Linked DNA regions of Mus musculus: all the other regions are linked to region 3. A link is a contact called in public HiChIP or PLAC-seq and promoter capture Hi-C data. All regions are on one chromosome and are shown on one strand. The core of a region is the stretch at or near the end of the contact, and the rest is flanking DNA. Distances in the headings are between cores, read along the strand shown. Region 1 has its middle 74 kb from the start of Gm36917. Region 2 holds the start of Papss1 (3'-phosphoadenosine 5'-phosphosulfate synthase 1). Region 3 holds the start of Tbck (TBC1 domain containing kinase). Region 4 holds the start of Ostc (oligosaccharyltransferase complex subunit (non-catalytic)).

What was found. Promoter capture Hi-C pulls out the DNA fragments that hold promoters and counts their contacts. HiChIP or PLAC-seq counts read pairs in DNA pulled down with a chosen protein or histone mark. Capture Hi-C pulls out chosen DNA fragments and counts their contacts.
Region 1: a contact with region 3 is called in a CTCF HiChIP or PLAC-seq map of the NIH/3T3 cell line, with 6 read pairs. The contact joins the enhancer-like site here to the promoter of Tbck in region 3. A contact is called at or near these places in 1 of 39 promoter capture datasets (hippocampal neurons), 1 of 15 datasets of contacts at CTCF or cohesin (the NIH/3T3 cell line), 6 of 115 datasets of contacts at active chromatin or transcription factors (astrocytes, embryonic limb bud, forebrain and 3 more) and 2 of 9 other capture datasets (adipose tissue and liver).
Region 2: a promoter capture Hi-C map of pre-B cells shows a contact between it and region 3, with 6 times the contacts expected there. The contact joins the promoter of Papss1 here to the promoter of Tbck in region 3. A contact is called at or near these places in 10 of 39 promoter capture datasets (the 3T3-L1 cell line, the C10 cell line, cranial neural crest and 6 more), 11 of 484 Hi-C or Micro-C datasets (CD4 T cells, the G1E-ER4 cell line, the HPC-5 cell line and 7 more), 8 of 115 datasets of contacts at active chromatin or transcription factors (the NIH/3T3 cell line, astrocytes, cardiomyocytes and 5 more) and 3 of 9 other capture datasets (liver, macrophages and pancreatic islet).
Region 4: a promoter capture Hi-C map of adipose tissue shows a contact between it and region 3, with 4 times the contacts expected there. The contact joins the promoter of Ostc here to the promoter of Tbck in region 3. A contact is called at or near these places in 1 of 39 promoter capture datasets (pre-B cells), 1 of 484 Hi-C or Micro-C datasets (B cells), 1 of 115 datasets of contacts at active chromatin or transcription factors (astrocytes) and 2 of 9 other capture datasets (adipose tissue and liver).

Annotation. Positions count from the first base shown.
Region 1 is chr3:131,659,021-131,664,691 of GRCm38.p6, reverse strand. No RefSeq gene overlaps it. Among named protein-coding and RNA genes, the nearest start is that of Gm36917, 74 kb to the right of the region's middle. Within about 2 kb of position 3,856, at least 12 of the 459 cell types and tissues checked have an H3K27ac peak or open chromatin away from gene starts, as enhancers often do. A contact at or near this core is called in the NIH/3T3 cell line, where this site is marked.
Region 2 is chr3:131,562,175-131,568,252 of GRCm38.p6, reverse strand. Papss1 (3'-phosphoadenosine 5'-phosphosulfate synthase 1) reads right to left here and starts at 3,485. Exons shown (of 12, transcript NM_011863.2): 1 at 3,270-3,485. The coding sequence starts at 3,329.
Region 3 is chr3:132,679,102-132,685,635 of GRCm38.p6, reverse strand. It overlaps Tbck (TBC1 domain containing kinase), which reads right to left and starts at 1,492. Exons shown (of 26, transcript NM_001163455.2): 1 at 1,242-1,492. It overlaps Aimp1 (aminoacyl tRNA synthetase complex-interacting multifunctional protein 1), which reads left to right and starts at 1,757. Exons shown (of 7, transcript NM_007926.2): 1 at 1,757-1,843. The coding sequence starts at 1,842.
Region 4 is chr3:130,706,766-130,712,692 of GRCm38.p6, reverse strand. It overlaps Ostc (oligosaccharyltransferase complex subunit (non-catalytic)), which reads left to right and starts at 3,249. Exons shown (of 4, transcript NM_025509.3): 1 at 3,249-3,456. The coding sequence starts at 3,318.

The sequences.
Region 1 (5,671 bases), core at 2,607-5,106, 1.0 Mb after region 3:
AGGAGGGAGATGCAGTGTGACCTCCTGAGGTGTGGGCTGTGCAGAGCACATTTTAGCTTCCAGAGAATGCTACCTCCACCCTAGAAATATCCTCAGGTCCAAAAACATCTGCTCTCCATTCCCTCCTCTCTGCAGTAGAAAAAGGGTCCTACCTGGTGCTAGACGGCACAGCTACTAGTCATTAAAGAGAGAGCTATAGCCTCAGCCACAGCCGCCAAAGCAGGCCAACGCAAAGCAGACCCAGGCAAAAACTACGGGAACACGGTATGTGGCTTCCTGTGTGATCAGAATGGAGGTGACAGCAGAGCAAGAAGAATCATCAGGATCCCAATCACCCCTTGGGGGGACCCCCAAACCATAGTAAGCAGAGTATTCCTTTGATCAGTGAGCAACCATAAGCCCTACAAAGCCAGACTTCCTTCTGCGTGGAAGATCTTAAAGCCATGTTGTATTTGATTACCTAAAAAACACTCTCCACCACAAAGATCTAAGAAACAAAGAGCAGAAATGCAAATCAAAGCATCGCTAAACATCTTCTGGGAGGCCTCTGACAGGGCAGCTGGGATGGGGGGAGTTCCAGGAAGGAGCCAAAGTCCTTCCATCTGAGGCAAGTGCAAACCCACCCCATGGTGAGGACACCTAGACTCGAGCCTTTCATGGTGTCCCATGAAAAGTACTGATTAACACCAAATGGTAAGACAAAATTATTCCCAGCAGTCCTGGAAATGCAAGCTGCGCTCAGGGACAGAAGCCGTGTTACCTGGACATAATTCTCCTGGATGACAGGTGAACACTGGCTGCGAGCAGGATACCGTGCAGATGTTTCAAAGTTGGAGACAGCTATTGCCAAATCAAAATGCTCTGAACTTTAACTGAAACACATATCAAACAAGCAAACTTCTCTGCTGAGCCACATGAAAAACCCAGAGATCTATCAGGCTCTGCTGACACATTGTATCAGGCTAACGCAATGCCCATAAAAACTGGGGGCTATTTATTCACATAGGGCTACTAATCATTGTTTTAAGAAAAAGTGTGATGCGGAAAAGTCTGACACTAAACACGGCAGCACCAAAAAGTTTCCTTAAACTAACAACACTGAGGCTGGCAGTGAGGTGGACCAGTGGGTGAGGGTGCTTACCCCCAAGCCAGATGGCATCTGAGGGTGATTTCTGGAACTCACACACTGAAAAAAGAGAACTGAATCCTGAAAAGTATTCTCTGATCCACACAGATGCACACACACACATCGATAAATTAATAAGAGTAATAAAGTGCTTACAAATAAGGTGAAAAGTGACACGGGAAGGTAGATATGTGACAGCCCTCATGGCCTCTACATACATTAAATCCATACACACACACATACACACACACACACACACACACACACACACACACACACCGGGCACCAATACTCCATGCACATATATGAACATGGGGAGAAAGAATGAAACACTGGTGCTATGTTAGCTAAATAAATAATTACACATTTGTGCTGTTATATTTGCAAATGTGCACGTGCATTGGTATACATGCACTGTGGGGAGAGACTGTATTCAGAATTTGATTTCCCAATAATTTGAAAATGACTCTCATCTAACGACATGTGCTTCTCTCATGGTGATCTCTGACTGGCACTTTTAGGGGAGAAGAGCCCATTTGTACTCAGTGAGGCAGTCCCGGTTCCATTTATGTACAACTGAAATCCCCACCAGAAACACAGAAGTCTTTGTTCCTGCCACCCAACTCTTAGCTACCAGATAAGCAAGTGAAATCACACCACTGCTCACATAGAGAAGCCAATTGTTTTGCTTCCTTCTGGCTGTGCTTAGTGGAACACCACTACAAAGAAACTGAGAAATATTCACAGACACGAGATTCCTTTACCTCTGTCCTATACACAGGTGAGGCTCAGGACACTTCCTCTTAAACCCAGACATTGCTCTGAACAGTCTTCACCAGTGTGATGCCAGGCCTGAAAAAAACATGACGTCATTAGCTTCCCAACTCTTGAAATATGAACATTGGGGAAGCTAGACATTTTGTAAGAATCTTAACTTTCTGGGTTTGCCATATTACGAGCAAAAACAACAGTGGTCACACATGGAAGCTCTCTTGGAGACAAGATGCCAGGGTAGTCCCAACGTGGTCCAGACAAAGCAGTCCAGGGATCTGACAAAAAGTGGAGAGTCCTTATTGCCTTATGTCCAAGGACCACAGCAGATGGAGCCAACCCCACCTGATTGATACACAGCAGGGAGCTGAGGTGAAACCTGAGCACAGCCAATCCACGAAACCCTAAGAAAAAGCAACAAAATACTGTTCATAGCCATGAGGTTTGGAGCTATTTATTAGTAGCAGTAGACACTAAACGTCATTTTGCCAAAAAAAATCCCTGGGCAGTTTTTAAGATTTCAATTCTCTACCCTTGAGATGTAAAATAAAGTGGTCCCTGGTCATGCACCTATTTAAATCAGAATTAATTGCATTTAAATGATATTTAAAAGTCTATTTCTCAGTCACACAAAACACATTTCCCCAGCTAAGCCACAAGATGCGAGGAAGCAGGTTGCCAAATGTTCCTAATTATCCTAGAAAGTTCTACCAGAGTTCAATTGCCGACAACCCGGAGCTAAAGATGAAAGGAAACATAGACTATGTATTCTCCCTTCTCAAACCTAAACCTGATCAAATCATGGCCAACAGTGTCTAACTGAACTGAGGAAAGAAATGGTAAGTTAGGCTCCAACTAGAGAGAAAGCCAGTAAATTTCTCCAGGGAGATTGTGATTCAAATTCTTGTGAAGAAAAACTCTTGTTATTGCTGTTGTTGCTAGTTATGTTCACACACACACACACACACACACACACACACACACACACACACACACCCAAACAACAGATTCCAGTTTGTCATTGAATATTCGAGAGGGTCTAAGAGACAATGTTACCCAGATCTGAACCCTACAAGGCGGAGGCGGATGTGGTACTTGGAAGAGACATCATGCAGTGTTCACAGAGTTTTTTTGCCTGACAGAGGATGTATCGTTAGGATACATCAACTGAAAAAAAAAGGATCCGGTATCTTGGCATAAAGCCACAGAAAATGTTGTTTTTCATTACAAAATTCTCTTTCTTTCTTGAGGGAAATTGTGAACCTACACGGATATATATGTCTATGTCTACATGGGGGACCTACAGGAAGAGAACAAACAGACACAAACTCAGATAGACACATGGCTACACCTTCAGGAAGGCAGAAGTAATAAGTCGTCTTTTTAAAAGCCCCAGGGCAAGTTGATAGTTGCCTCTTTTTTTTTTTAAGTAAATACTAAGCTACATGGTTTCAAAAGTGATGAGTTTTTAATGGCATGTGGTAAAAATAAAGTTTAAAGCAAGCATGAGGTAAAGATTCATGACACAAGAAAATGTTAGATAAAGAGATGTCACTTTTCTTATGTGGGTCCAGAAGGAGACGAACCTGTGGTTTCTCTCCTCTGGTTCTTTTTGTCCTCAATAACCATCTCTCCTCATACAACAACAAGCTTCAGCAAGCAAAGCCCTTCCTGCTGCACATGTGTTTATTTTGCCTCCAGATAGGTAAGGACATAGATAGATAGATAGATCTAAGACCAAGTATAGAACTTGCAGACCAGCTTGGACATCAGGGGTGTCTTTTTTTTTTTTCAATAAAAAGCATGAAAAAGATTTTATAATTGCTCACATCTTGTGGAAGTAAAAACACTTCCAATTTTTTAAAATTATTTTATTTGCCACAGAGTAAAGGAGAGAAGAGAAGGACGTAGCAGAGGCCTGAGCTATGACACCGTGATTCATCATAATTACCAGCTGACCGGATGCACTGCAGTGTAATGGGCATCTGATCTCTAAGGATGTTTATAAGCTCTGCTTCCATGCAAAAGACCAGCTATGCAATGCTCGAGACTCCTCAGGTCTCAGGGAGCCTACTCCAGTTGCTTTAGGAAATGAGTTCAACTCATTGGCCAGAGGTGTGAGCTACATAGGTGAAGTGATGGTAGGTACAGGCTGCAAGGATGCTGCGATCATAGACATAGACTATGTGGGCTTCAGGGATCCAGTTACAGGCATAAATGTCTTCCACTATACACAAAGACTTCTCTTTGTTTCTTCTCTTGCCTTTACTAGAATTAGAAAAGGTTTCTGTGGTAGGCCCAGTAACTGCCCTGAGACTTTAAAAATTAATTTTTAAATAGCTTTAAGCTTAAATGAGGCATGGAAAATTTCAACCTAAAAAAAAAAAAATTGAATTTAGAGAAAGTTACTAGCAGATGAGGAATATACTGATAATAGAAACCACATTGCAGACACTATTATATGAGTCATTACCAAACACACTGCTTTGTATATGTGTATAGGGTGAATTTTATAGGCTGTTCCACAAATGTATTGAGATGAGATATAAGGACAATCTTGAAAGTGTCTACTTGTGTTTTCAAAGCATTTTAATCTTCATAAACATGAGATCCTATCCTTCCTCATCAAAGGCATTCACTATGAATTTGTCATATTAAACTGAGTTTGGGTTTTATTACTTCAGATTTGGGCATCGTCTTACTAGTACTCTGATTAGGGTTATCTGTTCCAAGTACAAAGGAAATCCCTGACTTCTTTAAATAGCACCAGCAAGATGTTAGATATGGAAGTCAGCACACTTATGTTGGAACAAATTCTTTTAATTTTATGTCATTTGGATATATAAATGCATGCTGCTCATAACAACTAACAATGCTGTCAAAACAGAGTAGTCACCTACATTCAGAGAACTGATTCCTGTGATTTGTACGTTTTGACGTTTAAACATCCCTCCCTCATCCTCCATAAGGAAAGACACCGAGCAGAAGCGTGAAGAAATGATAAGGACAGGCCATCAGTTGCTTCTCATCTGGCCGGACATCAACCATGCCCAATAATAAGAACTGTTGTCACCTAATACGGAGACCCTATTAACCATAATCAGAAGCATCAAAAACCTATAAAGTTTCACAGCATGAGGACAGAGAGAATGTCAGGAGTCTATTCCTTTTTTTACCATTCTCTCTCAGCCAGCATAACAGTGGAATTTTGGGGAGAATTGATCAAATTTTCCCATGAACTATTAAACAACACCCACATTGTCATACTGCAAGGGTAGGGCTAAAGAGATTATTTTAGCAGTAGCAAGGTGCTCACAGCTATGCTGTCTGGGGGTAGTGAATGATGGTAACTTTGAGGTCTGTGAGATATTTCTTGATCCTTTAGTAATGCATGAGAAAACTTAACTAATCAGAATCTACACCCAGGAAGGACCCAGTCATGGATACTAATGATTCATCCAAAGAAGCCAGAAACACACGTTATTGTGGTCATCGTGAAGACTCCGGTCTTCGTCAGGGGTTGTGGGGGAGTGGAAGGGTCAGGGTTGTAGCTCAGTAATAGGAGTACCTGCTTCACATGGAGGATCCTGAGTTCAGCATGAGTTGGGGATCAAGGAAGCCTAGGGGAAGGAGGAGGAGGAGGCAGAGGATCAAACACTGGGAGGGGCCTTCAGGATTTAGGCTTTCTAAGTGGGTTAAGTGGTTTATTGTTTTTAGTAGCAAACAAGAAACTCTCAAACATTCCATTTACAAAGACTCTAGAGCCAGATGCCT
Region 2 (6,078 bases), core at 2,236-4,735, 1.1 Mb after region 3:
TGGATTTTAAGGGTGTGGGATAAGGGTGGAAGGAACATAAAACTAGAGCAGGCTGAGTTTATTGACATGGGTCCTCTGAGTAGAGATTCTAGGTTTAATACGGAAGCTCGCATAGTTAAAAAAGGTGTCAAAAGTTTGTTTGAATGGTTGGCTGAGGTGTTTATCAAAAGATGGCCTACTGGAAATGACTTGGAGATGCCTGATATTCCATGGCTTAGTGTTGATGAAGGGATTTTAAGACTTAGGGAAATTGCAATGCTAGAGTGGATATATTGTGTAAAGCATAATTGTCCACAATGGGAAGGTCCAGAAGATATGCCTTTCACCAGCTCTATAAGACGCAAATTGGTGAGAGGGGCACCAGCACATTTGAAGGGTTTTGTTCTTTCCCTTTTCCTTGTGCCAGATCTTAGCATTGGAGATGCTTCTGCTCAATTAGATGAATTAAATTCACTGGGTTTAGTTGGATTCCGAGGTAACAAGGGCCAGGTGGCAGCACTGAATTGCCCGAGACAAGGTGATTCTAGTTATTATAATGGACAGCGTAGACAAAAGAATGTTTATAATAACATACCCAGTAATGGTCAGCACAGGAGAGGTGAAATTTATAATGGCATGACTCGGTTGGACATCCTCTAGGCTCCAGATGCCTGTACTCCACTGCTGCTGCTGCTCTTGGTGGTCTGATTATTTCCTTTTCCCCAGTGTACAGTTACCCTTGTAAAAGGCCGTAGGTCCCTCTGGGGAAGAACTGGAGAAAGGGTAACAGCAAAACCTTTGAGTGTCTTATCAAGATCCTTCCTCAGAGGAACCTGGCCACCCCTTCATTCAAGGGGTTCTGGATCTGCAAACTGTCTCAAGTCTGGAAATTGACTCACTGGCCGAGATTGCTGTTTACCACGATCTAATGTAGCCTTTCTTTCATTTGGCTGTTTACCACGATCTAACCCTGTCCCTCCGTTTCCTCATTTATAAAATGGAGACGCTACATGTGGTAACTCTATGAGTTCTGGGACAGCACATGGACACATTCAGGGTCCTGGTTTTTAAACCCCACCCAGGGAAACACTGCAAAAACTCAACAAGTTAACGTAGATACAACATTTCAGCCTACCTCCCAACGTCCAGATCAAAACTTCAGGACCATCTTTTAATGTCTCTCTCCCTGTCATCGCCTCAGTCTAGTCTGGTCTTTCCTGTCCGTTTCTTTCCTGCTTTTAGCTAGCCATTCAACTGTTCACACCGGATTGGCCAACAAGAACACCTTAAACAGTGTGGCTATGTCAACCAGGCTTCTAGTCTGCCAACTTAATCCTCACGATGGCACAGTCGGTGCCTGCATTTCCTCTGCAAACCAGTCTTCCTGGATTGCCCGTTTTATGGAATGAGAACATTAACATAATAGTGCATAGATTTTTTTTTTTACACTCACACCCATCGGATGAGTTAAGTGTGTTAGAGGAGGTCATTCTTTTAGAGACTGGAAAAAAAGGAAAGTTCAGAAAAATTTAAAAAATTCTAACTCCATTCCAAATCTCCTAGAAAAATCACCCTAACTCTTTAGCCAAACATTTACATTACACAACCCTGCTCCACCCCATCTTTATCTCTGCTCCCCAACAAAAACTACCTTCAGTAGTCAAACATGTCTCCGCTCAGGGATGTAATGGCTCCACCCACCTCAGAAATATGAGGTTCTCCATAAACTCATAAAAACCCCTGGGGCCAAACTAACCTTGCCTCTAAACTGCAATAAAACTCCTATCTTAGGCCACTCACTGTGGCCCATAAAAACATATGCCCTTAACAATCAGTTGCCATGGGCAACTGCAAAGCAAGCCCTGAGCCCCATGGTTTTTTATAGCTGTCAAATATGGATCTCTACATTAGCAAATAATGTAATACATAAATGAATTAGGGCAGCAGAAGAGTTGGCTCAGCAGTTGACAGCACTCGCTCTTACAGAGGATCCCCAGAACACACACAATGGTGGCTCACAACTACCTGTAACTGCAGCCCGAAGGGGATCCTACACACCCTTCTGGAACATCAGGCGCGCACCTGGTGCATACACATACACACAGGGAAAACACTCAGACTCAAAAAATAACAAAATGATCTTTAAATAAATGACTTATAGACAGACAGTATTACTGAAACTTCTTTGAAATACTCCAATTTAGTCAACTTACCTCCCTATCCGTAAAATCCTGTTAGCAACAATAGTGATGCTGAATCGGAGTTTCAGAGCAATGGTTTCGTTGCTCTTTCACCTTCGTTATCTTCTCTACTCAGAAAGACAATCCTGAGAAGGACACACTGTTACACCCTCCAGTCACCTGAGATTCAGAGTGGAGTGACTGTCCTCAAGATCACCCAACTTACAAACAGCAAGGCGGGGGACTGGAGCCCACGCCAGGAGTCTGTCCCTTCCAACCTCCTAATCTCCCTTTTATCTCACATCCCTCTCACCTTCTAAGAAGTTAAGGTAAAGGATGAAAGAAGACAGTGAGAATTCTTGAATCTGACAGCAGACGTGGCAAATCAATGACTTCAAAAGAACACTAGCCTGAAACAGCGTTTTTTTTTTTAACTTTCTCCTGACTCACCAAGGGCAGGTGATGATTTACAAGATTAAATTAAACTTCATGATCCTGTTACCTGCGGAATAAAAGAAAAAAAAAATCCATCTAACGCTGAAGCAGGGCCTTTGCAGCCTCCAAAGTTGGATGGTCTCCAGCTTCGCGCTTACCATCTTAGCTGCCACCACCAATGAATAAACTACAGAAGTAAACGACCCTCTGAAGCCATAGCACTTGGCCAATGAAGCCAACTGGCACTCGCTGTTCAATGTTAGAAACTATTAATCTTCCCACACCTAACTGTCACCAGAAATCGAGTCTTTAAAAGTATGTCTGTGTCCGACATTCCAATTTAAAACAGAGACACAAAGAACCTCAGTCCTGCAGTCCCGATCCATGAATGACCACATTGTTATTCTCTCAGTACACTGCAACTCAGAAACGTAAAGACTCGGAGACCGACCCAAACCTGGGCCAAGCACACCCGGAACGTGCAGAGGCGCCTCCGTCTGCCTCCGCCGCAGCCCTCCGCCTCGCCAGCCTAGGGGACAGCTCCGGGCCTGGACTCGCCTTCACCGGCCGCCGCCGCCCGGGTCCCCGCCCCCGGCTCCCGCAGGATGCACGGGCAGCCCGCGGTTCCCACAGCCACCCACGCTCCCCGCGCTCCGGCCTGCGGCCACCACTCACCCAGTTCTGCGCGTTATTGCTCAGCTTGACTTTCTTGCACAGACTCCCAGGAATCTCCATGGCCGCGGAGCGCGGATGCACTGCTGCTGAGAGCCCCGGGGCCGAGCAGTGGGAGAGAGGCCGAGGGGCGGGGCGGAGCAGGGAGAAGGGGCGGGGCCTGCACCCCGGGCTCAGGCGCGCGCTGACGTGCGCTCCAGCTAGTGATCGCCTCGGCTGGAGCTAGGCATCCGAGCAGCGTGGAGGGCGGGGCGAAGCGGAGGCGCGGGGTCGAGACCTCAACATCCAATCACCAGGAGGGGCGCTTGAAGCTCCGCCTTGACCCAGGACGAGGGGCGTGGTCTGAGGGTTTGTTGAAGAGAGCCTTCAGATGCTGAGCATGCGCAGTGAGCGAGGCGGAGCGACGCCTGCAGAGCTGGGCGTGGGAGACGCTCCCTAGAGCTGAGGCTGGTAGGGGAAGAAGCTGACGTGGGCTCCTGCTGCTCTCTAGCTTTTCTTCCGCAAACACTGCACAGGCTCGATGTGTGCGCTTGTCAACTAGGCCGACTTTGAAAAAATGTTTCCCAGCCCTGCAAAAAGTAGGATTACTTAAGTGAATTCACCATTACATGTTGCTCACCGCTTTGCAATCCTACTCAGTGCACAATGTTTTTTTGACATCAACTGTATCTCATCAAGGATTAGAAAGTATTTGTAAGGTGACGCCTTTCCCACTTGGAGAGCCGCTTTCTATCAGGAAATTTCTATGCAGTGTTTGTTGCCGCTGACTAGCCACAAAGGGGCTTCTCTAGTACTTGCTACTCATAGAGGACTAAAATCCAGGTTCCCTGGTACGCAAGGCGGAATGCTCACCTATAAAGGGCATTTCCAACCACATATAGTCCATGATCAGTTCGTAAAAGAATGGGGCTGGGAGGGGGAGGCCTTCTCCAGGAGTTATAACCCTTCGCACTCATCCCCATAACTTTAAGCTCACCATAACCATAACTGCAAACATCCACAGTCTCACAAAATTTAGCTGCTTACTCCGCTACTGATGACGACCAGTGATCACACACACACACACACACACACACACACACACACACACATATCAATCAACACTTGAGGCTTACTTGCATAGCCTATTGCTAGCAAGTCAGTTCCTATTTGCTCCACTGACAAAGTCTCAAATTAATCTCCCTCCTCCACGTCTAACAGGAGTCGTCATTGCACAGATACACGCGCCACACACCACACACACACACACATACACACCACGCACACAGAGAGACGCACACAACAAGTATCACTCCTCTGCCAACCTCTCTGTTCTCAATAGTGTCAGACAGGTACTTCTAACATGCAAATCAGATCTTATTCCTCCACCATATATATAAAATGTCTTTATTGCTTGCTTGTTTTGTCTTTCTTTCTTTCTTCCTTTCTTCCTTTCTTTCTTTCTTTCTGGTTTGTTTGTTTTTGTGTTCTTGAGTCAGGATGTCTCTTTATAGCCCTGGCTGTCCTGAAATTCACTCTGTAAACCAGGCTGACCTCAAACTCGGAGATCCACCTGCCTCTCACTCCTGAGTGCTGGGATTCAAGGCGTGTTCCATCCTTTAGCTCTATCTAGGGGATTCTTAATCTAATAGTATATAGGACTGAATTTCAATACAATTCTAAATTCTGCTTATAGCAGTCACAAGAATGAGACTAAAAGACTAAAAATAAGGACAATGATAAACAAGAAAATGTGGACAAAGGCCAATCACATATATTTATGAAAATGTCATAAAGAAACCTATTCTTTTGTATGCACCTAAAAAAATAATTGTTTTCTTTTAAAAGATTCTAAGTTTCAGACTAAGGTGGTGGGGGCGGGTGCCACCCAGAACCAGCCATTTCTCAGAGAGCCCCCATTCCTGCTCAAGGGAAATAGTGCATAGATACAGCTGGAGCCATGGGAGTCCTAATTGACTAAATTGGTCCTTACAGCTAAACTCTGTTGAAGCGTTCGCCCATCAAAAAGGCCACAATGAGAAGACTAAAGGGACAGCTACAAAATAAAAGGGACAACCGAGTGTATTTAAGTTCCGGTGCTTATAAACGTATTTTAAGAACAAATCCTTGAGAGGTGCTGTTGAACCAACTTTTTACTTTGCTGTGTAGCAGTAGTGCTTTTCCAACAGTATGATAGTGCACCGTCCAGGTGTCCAAAAAGCAAGAGCCAGATGAATTCCTGATACCTAAGTCGAGCCACTGAGCATAATTTAACTGTCAAATCTTTGTGATGCAAGCTCGTGTCCTGGGCAGTAGTTTGAACACTGTTGAGTCCTGCTTTCTGATGTCATCTCAAATCCATGTTACAGAAACCTCTTCCAAGATAGGTTTTGCTATAGTTTCCCTCTTAACCAGAGACACCTGAGAGGAAGTTTTTCTTTGTACTTATAAATTATCCTGACCGTACTTCTTCCCAGTTACTCAGCACCCCCTGTGAATATGTCAACGATGCCAAGGTTTTTCTCACTTGGACTGGTGAGAGTACAGATTCTTTCTGGGTCATTTGTCCTTGGACATTTGTAAGTGGCATTTCACATTTATAAGTGGCATTTCTCTGACTGGATTTGGCTCCTTCCCCTTGCTCTTGCTCAGGTGGACTTTGTGATCTCTGGAGCTCACTTTTCAAGTCTCTCTCCCTCCATCTCTGCTGTTCTGTCTTACAGTTCCATCTCTTTAGTTCAGATAAAGTTGATCTCTGCCCTGGCTCCGCCTCCCTGGACAATGGTCGGGACAGCTAATAGGCTGGGGCTAGGACTTAGTTTACCTTCCCATT
Region 3 (6,534 bases), core at 243-2,742:
ACTGCCTCAATCTGGTTTGACAATTGAAATTAATGTGTGCTCTTTATAATAAAAAGGATATACACATTAGTTCCACCACAGATCGGTTATGCCCATCCTGTTTTTACGAAAAGTTTTGATGCAAACCACTTCATATCCAATGCACACCTCAGACTTGCTCTACAAGAAGCCTGTAGAGCACAAGGCTCCTCTGTTCATTGGGAGCCAAATAAAGTCTCCCATAGGCTTTCAGAATTAATGGACCTGAAAACTTGGTAACACAGGCGAATTTGTTTTCTTGGTGATAAATGGAGAGAGCCAGTGCTATTCTCATCATAATAGAGGAGTCAAAACACATACTCAAAAGTTCATGTGAAAATAGTTATGACCACTATTCTGAATCTTGTCGATACTGTGAGCTAGCTTAAGTCTACTTGAATCTTAACTTCTTATTCAATGAGTAGATGCAAAATTACAGAAAGTTATATCTACATAGCAGGCTTGAAGTCATAGGAAAGGTGAGACATAACCTCAGCATTTTAATATTTAACTTTTACAATGATATATTAGATTTTCCGTTATAGACATTAAATAACATACAACTGAAAAATCAGACAAGTGTTTATGACTCAAAAAGATAAACCACAAGCAAGAAAACAAATTTCAGTATCAGTCTATCTCTCTGGTGTGCATGAAGCTCACGAACAAAAAATTGACACACACACACACACACAGGTGCTCACACTTGGTAACTAGAAGAGAGTGAAAAATGAAAACGATGAAGTCAGAGATTACAAGAGAAAGCCATGTAGGCAGGTAGTTGGCTTGGAAAATTTACTCAGGGAATACTTTGAAACTTCTACGTTAAGTCTGACGTTTCTGTAGCCAGAACACTGAAAACCACAAACATGGCCTGCACCTATAATGAACAAGACACAATGTAAACTCTTAAAGAGATTGGAGATGACTCACGTGAGTCGAAAATGTAGAAGAAGAAGAGGAGGAGGAGGAGAAAAGGGGGGAAAAAAGAGGGGTAGTGGGGAGACGTGGATTTTATCCAGAGTAAAATCGTATTTGCATTTCTAAGACTCGGTGAACTTGGGCTTCAGGGAGAAGGAAGTTTGGAGACAAACACAACAGCAAGCAGCTCCACAGATTGGTTCTATGGGTTCCTGCAGAATGGCCGGGTCACTCACAGTACCTGATTGTCCCACAAGTCCCACCCACTAACGCCAGGCAAGCGGCGACACCAGAATACCTGCCTGAATCTGGGGACGCAGAGATTGGGGGGTTGAGCTCCTAAGCGCGGAAGCTATGCCTGGCAGTGCTTAGTGGGCCGTGTCCTGCATTTCAGGCGCGTCTACAAGAGGCCGCCTAGGGAAGGTGACAGCCGGAGCGACACGCCTCCGTCCGCGCGGGCCTCCCGGGTCCCCGGCTCAGAACCCGAGGGTGAGCGCGCACCTCGCTCCACTGACAGCGCCCAGCACCCCCTCCCCCGCCGCCGCCTCGGGTCGGCCACTGCTCATGACGTCACATCGCCGAGACGCAACCCCGGGGGAAGACCCCAAAACTTCCGGCCGCCTGTCCCTTGCCCAGACAGACAGCCAAATGTAGCGAGTGAGAAAGAAGTGAGGGAAGATCGGAGGGAGGGAGGAAGGAAATGGGAGATGGGAGCTCAGTGTGGTACAGGGAGAGAGCTGGCGCAGGCAGCGGACGGCCGATGAGCGGTGAAACTGTGAAACGCTCAGGCATTTATCAGGGACAGCCTCCTGGGTCCTTTCTCGCTGCCGGGGACTGCGGGAGGCTGGCCCTTCCTTCTCCCGGCTGAGGCTGCTCAAGAGCTGCGGTTGGGTCACCGCTTCATGTGAGTGTCCCGATCCAGAGTTCTTCCCTTTCTCACCCGGGAAAAAGAACCTGACCTTCTGTGTAGTAGTGGGAAGCGCGGTCAAAACCTCCACCCACGTGCCCCCTTTTGATTCAACTTAGTTTGGGCAATGAATACGTGGCCGAGGGAGAGCATGCTACTGGAGGCAGGGGGTGAATGCATTACCTTGTTTCCTTTTAAGTGAGAGTGCAAAGGATTTCCAGTGTTTGTACGTGAGGACGGGTTGAAGAAGGAGATTCCTTGATTTCAACAGATATTAGAAACACCAGCTACCACTATACTCCCGGCAACAGTTTAGTTATTGGGTAAAGATCCATAAACTAAGTAGAAATGACTGTCAACGAAACGGACAAAAATCCCAGTCGTTGCCTCTCGGCTAGGGCTTATTGTTGAAGTACAGCATTAAAAGTAAGGTGAACACTCTGTATTTTAATATTGATATGTTTTACTTATGGGTATGTGTTCATGCCCGAGTGAGTTTTTGTGCAAAACTTGTGTGGAGGTAAACGCGGAGGCTAGAAAGCATCAGACCCCTGGGACCTGGAGTTACCTGTGATTGTGTGCTCCTGTGTAAGTGCTGGGCCCTGAGCTTGGGTTCCCTGCAACAAGCACTAAACGCTTTTTAGTGTTGGCATTTTATACTTAAATATTTTAGATTATAAGTACTGCACAGAAAAGGTATTAAGCCATAAAAAAAAAAAGGTAGATTATTTGACATGGTTGCCAGAGAAGGTTCTCAAGGAAAAGATGGCTTTCTAGGAAGGAGGTGACACAAATAGAATTAACAATAGAGAAAACCTTCAAGAAGTACAGTCAGTCATAAGGCCAAGCCATTGCGAAGGCCATGCAACAGAAACTTACCAAAGTATGAAGGGGTCTGACCAATGCCTGTGGGCTCAGAACTGAGAGAGGGGATTCATGATGCAGACAGAGAGTGTGGGCTAATCAGGGGGAGTGAAAGCCATAGAAGGTTTTCCAAGGCCAAGTAATGTTACCCAGCTTCGTTTTAAGAGGGTTACTCCATAGCCCTCTTAGACTGGGGGCAGAAGTGAGAAAGGAGATCAGTTAGGAGGCTTTTGTTTTACCTCAAAGGGAACATAACAGTGTCTTCAATAAAGGTCCTAAGTGTCCAGTCAGGTCTTGAGTGTGTTTCCCAAATAATGAAAGCATTTAGGCTTTGGGAAACATTTTGAGTGAATTGTGTGAATTTCAGAATGACAAACATAAGTTAAAATCATGGTTTTGCCGTATAATAATTGGATGAATCCAGACAATACATATACTTTCTCCTGGTGTATAAAATGATATCTTACATGGTGGAGAGTAAATGTCAATGTCAAATGTCCATTAGTTATTGTTCTTATTTGCATTCTTGAATTGGAAGTAGGCGTGATGGTGTGGTTGAAGTGATTGGTTAACTTATTTTAAAAATGAAATGATAAAAGATTGTTCACTGTGATAACAGGAGGCCTAGCCAAGCCTTTTGCATTTTATGTATGTCTTCTACTGGGAGAAAAGGTTTTGAATTAAGTCATAATATTAGAAAAGCATGGATTATCCCTTCATAGTAATCAATTTTACTTTCTCCCCCCATTGTCATCATTTAATATGGCTAGAACTTCCTGTGTCTTCATCAGTAAAGAGAAAAAAGGGCTCTCCAGTAAGGGGATAAGAATCTAGAATAAATAGGAGCTTTCACCAGAAACAGCCTCAGGTCTTCTATGGGTTTTAGCAAGGCTTGGTTTAAAAACTTAGCAGTGGGATCAATGTCAGTGAGTGTTTATGGAGCACATTGTCCTCACATTTACCAAAGTATTTACTTGTCCTTACCTTCTGACTTGTGACATATGTGTTAAATGGCAACAGGAATTTAAAGTGGTCTAAAGGTACCATGTTGCTGTAGAATATCTTGGCAATTAGATTGTGAAGCAACTGGGGAAATGTTTGGAAGGCAAGACTGGAATGAAGGGAAGAAGAGAAAAAAACATGATTGCTATTAATTCTCACATTTATATATCTGAAACTGGGATGTATTTTTAAATTATCTACATCTTCAGACCACTCTAGATTACCTTCTGGTAACATAGTTTTCATTGTGTCAGCTATGAATGTCCTCATAAATGTTAATGTTATTCTGTTGTGTGCCATGTTGGTATTTAGCTTATTAAGTATAATTTTTATTTTATGTATACTTTTAGTGATTGTGACTTAGAGTCAAAATGAAGTTACTGTGTATTCAGAAATACAAGAAAACAATGTAGTAATATAAAGCAACAATCTAATTCTAAATTTAAAAAGGTTTTCAGTGAACATAAATATTAAAGTGGTTTACAGGTTGTGACCCAGCTGTGTGGCTGTCCACTACAGGAATGTCCAAGAAGGAAGCTCGGAGTTGTTGAGCTCATGAGACTAGACGTTTCAGATGGTCTTAAATATGCACCAAAGTTCCAAAGAGTAGGTTCTACTGCCAGGCAAGGGATGGATTTGCCAGTGAGAGTTAGCGCAAGCAGGCCAAGAGAGTGAGCTGCCATCTTCTCTGTGTTTATATGGGCTGCCAACAGGCATGGCCCAAATTAAAGGTGGGTCTTCCCACCTCAAATGATTTAATTAAGAAAAAAAAGATCCTTTATAGGAGTGCTTAGCCTCTTGGGTTTTTTAATTGCAGATATAGTCAAATTGACAACCACGAATAGCATTCAAAATGTGTCTAATGGATCAAGAGCATTAGAGCAAATGAATCTACAGTGTGTAGAGGAAGTTCAATTATATATGCTATATGTATGAATGAAATTAAAATAGTAATATGTTGTATGGAGTAGTTTTTTACTTGATGGCATCATAGATTTGATGAAGCTGAGTGTTGAGAAGTATTATATTTAAGAAAAGTACTTTTTTTTTTTATACATAATTGTGATTCTGAAGTAGTGGAATTAGGGATCCAGAGAATAGAGGGGCATTTCCAAATTTCTGTACAATTCTTGTGCTAAAAAGTAAAATGAAAACTGCACATGAAAATTTGGTTTTCAGTAACTTTGAAAAAAAGTAAAAGTTTTCTAACTTTCATAACCTGGTGCCAGAATGGTTGGGAGTTAAACGAAATCACAGGCAATTTGAATGAAGTAGGAATTTCAACTAAGGAGATTACTGAAATAACAAAGCAATACAGGAAAGATAGGAATCTCAGAAAGTCGTATCTTAAGTCATGTCTTACTCTTTGATGTGTACTCTAAATTCATGCATTTGGTATTGTATGTACTTAACCATGTAATTCATTGCTCTCTGTGTGTTTCATGAAACATCACAAATTGGGTCAAAAATCTCATTTAACAATTTCATGCCTTTCCAATGTTTTTATCATAATTTTTTTTATTAGTAGTAGAGAAAGCATCAGTAATGTACAAGAATATGTTTGATGTGTTGCCTTCATGCCCCTTTTTTTCTTGCTCTTCGTTCTTTTCTGAGCAGGTACTGTACATACAATGAAGCATTAAATCTATTTTCATCTCGTATTTTTAACAAGTTACCATAAAAACTAAATAAACATCTCAGACCATCCAGACAATGCAGCCCCAGTCAATGCTGATGGGTGCTGTGTGCTTCAGGTTCCGGCTGTAATTAGAATGGAAAATGCTTGGTAATTATGTGTGGAGAAATGACAACATGCTCATTACAAGAACTAGCTTGAGCATCAGATAGACTTGAGTTTCAATCCTCATTTACTGCCTCTACTACCTGGGAAAATTAATTGCAGTTGTCTTCTGTTATAATGAGTTGAAATATTCATGAATGATTCATGTACTTAGGCAGCAAGTAATATTTTACAAGAATTATATGTTATTCCTATTATCATGTATGAGAAGTGTGCATATCAGAATAATAAAAGCTTTGAATTCAATAAGGAGACTTTTTAAAAAGATATTTTTATCTTAATGTGTGTGTGCCTGCATTTGTGTGTATGCACCATTGCGTGCATACCTAGAGCCTGCAGAGGCTAGAAGAGGGGTTCAGCCTGGAACTGAGGCTACAGGTGGTTGTTGAGTATCCACATAGATGCTCGGAATTAAACCTGGGTTCTCCAGTCCCAAGGAGACTAAATATTTTCAAAGTAAGCCTGCACTTTGTACTACAGTAAAATAAAACCACTGTGGAGTGACTAATATAAAATAGTAAGATGAGCTCTAGATTAACAGGCAAAAGTTTAAGTTTTCAGTATTGTTAAAGTAGCACCATCTCCCTAAAGAGAACCATATTTATTTTCCTTCCAGTCTTCTGTGTTTCCCTCTTTTGTTTGAAAGTTTAGTGAGTGCTTATTTTCTCTACTGTGAACACAACATGAGACAAACTCAGGGATTGTAAGAGATCATGGACATAAATTACTTTTAGGAACCTGGCACTCAAATGAAAATTAATAGTGACAAGTTGGCATGTCATTTTATTATTAACCCTGGGTGGCAAGGGTGACCCTAAACTGCGTGGTGATGATTTGTGATTGCAAGAAGACATAGATATGAAGCTCTGAACAACAGTGTCCAGGCAACATGTGAAGAAAAGGCCCTATGGAGGGGCAGGAGAGCAGGTGAGAGCATCCTAATAGAAATTCAGACAGTGAAGCAAGAAGTTGTTCACACAGCCCACACAGCCTGTTAAGTGTTCTTCACTTAAGGTTTGTT
Region 4 (5,927 bases), core at 2,000-4,499, 2.0 Mb after region 3:
CAAAGCCTAGTGTGGTGGAAAATGTCTTTAATCCCAGCATTGAGTTTGAGACCAGCCTGGTTTACTGAGAAGACAGCCAGGGCTATACAGTGAAAAACTGTCTCAAAAAAAACAAAACAAAAACAAAAACAAAAAAAAACAAAAACAAAAAACAAAAAACAAAAACCCACAAAAAACAAAAAACAAAAAACACCACCACCACCACCACCACCACCACCACAACAACAACAAAAAAACCTACCAAAAAAACTGACCAAACAACAACAAAAAAACCCCTTTAATAACAACAACAACAACAACAATAATAGTAACAACACAATAAACAAAACCAACCAACCAAACAAAAAGCCCTAATCCCTATTAGCTCCATATCACACTTAGGTGCATCAATTATGTGTGAGTCTCCTATGCTCCTATGACAGCTACCGCAGCCTCATGGTGCTCCTTGCTTGAGCCTCCTGAGTGCCAAGAGGACAGGCTTATGGGTCTGCACCTGGGGGCAAAGCTTTGTTGAGGGCGAGAGTCATGCGCTGGTTACCTTGAAGCCAGCAGCACACAGGCGAGAACTCATCCCTGCTACTTACCCCACCCATGTTTGAGGAATTGATGGAGGAGTGAACGGTGAACAATACCAGCACCCCACTGAAGCCCAGTGACCCCCAAGCTCCGCAGGGATGGGGAAGAAAGTGTGAGAGGTCAGGCGATGTCTTCCGAGCACGTGCACAATTTCCACAAAGCAATTATCGAGTAAGAAGAGAAGGTGTAAGACAGAAAATGGAGAGAGAGCAGAGACTGAGACTACACGGCAATCCAACGTTCCTGTCCGGCCCATGTCCTTACTTCTCTGTAGCTAGCAGTAAAGATGGTATCGCCGTGGATCTTCTGAAATCTGCTCGGTTTCTTAGAAATAGCACCTTGGAAACAATGTGGCGTGACCCAGAGGCCAGAGATGATGTCTCTGGGCTGCTGATGCCAGAGATGCAGAGAAAGAAACAAAACCAAAGATACATGAAGAAAGCACAATCGTCAGGGGACACACTGAAGAGTCTGAAGCTATGGAAGAGGCTCAGTCACTGATCCAGTCAACACGTAGCTAATGGGTCCTACTATGCCAGCTGGTCAAAAGCTCTGAAGATTCAGTAATAAAGCAGACATTGCCCCCGAACTTATGACATCGAGTTTCTGATCATAACAAATATCCACCATCTCTTGGATACAAGCAGACCTATATAACCTATACTATACTATACTATACTATACTGTACTATAACCAGCTAATCCTTGGAGAACACAGCACTGTATTCTTTGGTAGAAAGTAACTGCCATGTTATAACTGGGAACTCTTTAAACTTTTCGAACATAGAATATAACATATTGAACATGCATATTACATACAAACGTTGTTCGTATGTAATTGGTAGTATTTTGGAAAAGGCATAGTCTACAGTTTTATCACACACACGTTTGTTTTTATGTTCCTTTAGACTTTCGTCAGTGCACGATGCCTGAAAAATGCACACATGAATGAGTCAGTTCTCCACGGGCCTCTTTTTCACTCCCGCTATTCTTCATTTCAGACCTGCCCTGAGCATCTCTCCATTTCAGGAAAAATGAACTTCTTTGGCATCACATGTGCTGGTTCCCCAGTATCTCACTATATTGATGCTTCACCAGATATTTATTTAATCTACCCATTTTCAATTTAGTATTTTAAAGTTTTAGAAATAATGACCGTAGTTTAAAAAAAATACTGTCTCTTAAAACTAATGATGTTTCTTCTAATTAAAAACGTTTCAGAGTTTTAACTCAGCCTAGCATATTTGTAGCACTAATTTTGATCCTGGCACCTTTTTAAAAAAGAGAGAGAGAGAAAAAAAAGAAAACCAAAATAATTATGCAGTGAGAAGGATCTGGGCAATGTTACTCCAGCTTTTTATTTATTTATTTTTTTAATGGTTTTTTGAGACAGGGTTTCTCTGTATAGCCTCAGCTGTCCTGGAACTCACTCTGTAGACCAGGCTGTCCTCAAACTCAGAAATCTGTCTGCCTCTGCCTCCCAAGTGCTGGGATTAAAGGTGTGTGCCACCACTGCCCGGCGGTACTCCAGCTTTGTGAGTTAATGAAATACAAGCATGGTATGACACAGCTTGACATGATATCCATATTGTATGTTTTTGAAAAAAAATATATTCATCGCCAGTTCACACTTCATATTTCTGTTGCTTATAGTAAAACTAACAGTAGATGATTTTAGTTCCTTAACTCCTGCTGTGGCTCAAATTTTAAAATCTGAATGGTCCAAGCCACTAACATTTCTACCCCCATTGGCTTGTTATGTTGCTTAAGCTTTTTATCATAGGATACGGGAACGATAAGAGGCACTGCAGCGGAGCTTCTGTATTCCAAAAACATTTCCCCCCTCCTTGCTGTTTTATAATAGCCCGTTATTTCCTTGATTGATCAGGATTACTGTCTCTAGCTAGTAAAGTCCTTTCTTATTTACATTTGATACCTTGGCAGGAAGACACCTGAAGTAGCCAGGTGGCAGGATTTTCCGTTCCAATTTTAGTATTTATGGTGCTGAAGCCGGCGCCCTACTAAGCAGGTAATTAAGGTGAGAAACCAGAATGACTTCAAGATTTTTGGCCTGGGTGATTTTTACTAACTCAGGCGTGACTGAAAATGGTTTAAAGTAATATTTGTTCTGTCACAGTTTGTGGTTGACATGGACTGTGTGGGTTTTATTCATTTATTATTATTATTTTTTATAAAGCCCATACTACTTTGGCAATTACTGCCAATTAGCGTCGCTATACAGCATGAAGAAAAAGCTCAGCGAATTAGAGCTTTTTAAAGCCCCGAGGGGAGACCTCCAATACTAAAAGGGAGCACACATCTAAACTTTCATTCATCCTCCAGCTCTATGAACTTAAGAGTTTCCAGCAGCCAATCAGCTCTCAAGTAGGTGGCGTCAGCAAGTGGGCGGGGCAGTGGGGATGCTAATCTCTCCGCTTCTGTGGCTTGGCCACGTAGGACGCCTTGCAGGTCCTGGAAGGTATATAATAAACAATGATCTCTCAGTAAGAAAAAAGCTTCTAACCCACACTCAAGCCTAAAAACGACCATTATTATTTATTTTTAAATATGTATATTATTTATCAGGTTAGTGCAATTTCTTTCTTTCTACAGTGAATATCTTGTCTCCTTCTGACTTCTACAGACCTGTGGTCCTCGGCTTACGCATGCGCAGTAGGCGGGCGTGTTTCCGGGCGGTGCGGGAGGCTGGAGGCCAGAGGGCTGGCCCTACCGCCGGGGACATGGAGACTCTGTACCGAGTCCCATTCTTAGTGCTCGAATGCCCCAACCTGAAGCTGAAGAAACCGCCCTGGGTGCACATGCCGTCGGCTATGACGGTGTACGCCCTGGTAGTGGTATCTTACTTCCTCATTACCGGAGGTAACTCGGCCGTGATGGGTCGGGTGGGCGCGCAGGCTGCTCGCTCCGGAGGCGCGTGGCCCCCGAGCCGGGCCCCGTAGGCTCACGCCTTTCACTGGAAAGAGATGGTCTCCTCTCTGCCCGCTTTTTCCTTCGAGCGCTGAGTTGGATATAATTGTCAAGTCCAGCTAGTTGTTATTTCTTGCTGTGCATTGTTTGACCAGGGTCTTGGGAACATCATTTTTGAATCACTGTGTTTCCTTGGTTGGTCGAGAGAGTGTGGGACTTTTATTAAACTAATCGTGAGGACCCTGAAATCGTGGAAGAGATCTGATAACCTTTGAGTTTGTTAGTTCAGACCCCAGGGGCTTGGATTGCTTTATGTCAAATCACAGGAATGAGAAGGGAACTTACCGAAGCCACGGTTTTTTTGAGAAATACGTGAGATTGGAATTGAGGCTTGCAAAAAGATGGTGTATCTCAGAGGGCAGAAAATGGGACTCAGAAAATAGAAGGGAAGCAGTGCTTTTTAGATATCTGTCACCAAATCCCTTAAGTGGAAAATGCAGAGGGGTGTGGCTTTGCCTATTGGTGAGTTGGCAGTCCGTCTGCAGGCTCTAGAGCACCCTTTGGAGCGACAGTTCCAGGATGTATCCAGGACTGGGCTTCAGGAATTTAGGAAGTAGTGTACTACTTAATTCAGAAAATTAAAAAGATTTTTGGTTAGCAAAAGTGGTTCAACTTTTTTTAGGGTGTGTGTAGACATATTGCTATTGCTTAACTGCTTTCTGAGGCTACTTGGCATATTTGAAGAGGTAGAAGACAGTATTTAACTGTAGAGTTGGCATTCTACGGAGTGCACATTAACGGAAATGCTAAAGGCCACTTTAAACATTGTTGTTGTTGTTTAAGAAAAAAAAAAAAAAAGACATTACCTGGTGTGTGTGGCGTTAACATTCACTTTTGCTCAGCACAGTGAATCGTGAATATGACACCTAATGCCTTGGGCTTTAAGAACTTAGTGTTCATTCTTGCCAGCTTGTTTCTTGACTTTTGCTTCCTTTGGAGACAGTTTTTGTGAGAAGCCTCAGCTTTCTATTGGGCCACAGTTTTGGTGGTTTTAGAATGGGGTTTGGGGGGAATTTCGCTGCCCCAACCACTGGGTCAAAATGGAAGGGCGCATTTTGTACATTTACCGTTTGGCTTCTGGAATGGCTTCTTCTCAGCATGGCGAGAAGCATGGCAGTCGTGTGCAGGCAGACGTGGTGCTGGGAGAGCTGAAAATTCTAATGGACAGCTTTCTAAAAACTGAGTGTACCTGTACCTAAGCAATGTTGCTGGGAAGGACAGGCGACACTGACTTTCTGTTAACTCAGTGCTGGGATAACAGCAAAGAAAATATAATGACTCTGCCCTCCATAGAAGGTAGTGGAGACATGCTAACTACCGCACAATTGCTTTCTGCTACACAGTAGAGTTTAGAAGCATTGATTTAATTCCAGTATGTTTCCTGGAGAAATGATCTGTTAGTCTGAGTTTGAATGGTTAGAAGGGTCATACTAGAAAAGAAAAAAAAAAAAAGTGTGGACCAACGTGGACCAGGAGACTAGTGAGGTGTTTTGTTCACTTAGACCAGCACTTCTGGCATTTTTCCTCCTATGTGTCCCCATTTTTCCTGACAGATTTTTGCACAACCTTGGGTAAATAGGCATATGTAATAGGTATAAGGTCAAACTTTTACTAGTAAAAGTAACTAGTAAGCTTACTTTACAACAACAATTTGCTAGATACACAATTTATGCTAGTTTTTTCTTATCATGTATACATGTACATATGCATGCATGCCTGCCACTCAGAAGGGGACACTAGATTTCATCATAGATGGTTCAGAGCTACCATGTGGTTTCTGGGAGTTGAACTTAGGACCTCTGAAAGAGCAGTTAATACTCTTAACCTCTGAACCTTCTCTCCAGCCCCTGTTGTGGTATTTTTTAAAGCTGAAAGCAAATTCACATACTAATGAGACAATGTGCCTCTGTATTTTCCATAGAGAATGGAATCTTAGCTGCATATTTGATACTGCAGGATGTAGAGCAGCCTCAGTGTTCATCAGAGCCTTGTTACTCTGTTTCTTTGGTAAACTTGGCACCTCTTTGAGAGATAATGTTGTCTAGATGTCATTCTAAACATTGCTGTAAAGAGACACCATGACCAAGGCAACTCTTATAAAAGAAAACATTTAACTGGGGCTGGCTTATAGTTTCAAAGGTTCAATCCATTAGCATCATGGCAGGAAACATGGCAGTGCCCAGGCAGACATGGTGCTGGAGGGGCTGAATATTCTACAACTTGATCAGCAGGCAGCAGAAGGCAACTGTGTGTGTCTGTTTTACACTGGGCGTAGCTTGAACATTTAAGACCTCAAAGCCCACCTCCACCGTGACACACTTCCTTTGACAAGGCCACACTTCCTCCAGTAAGCATACCTCCTA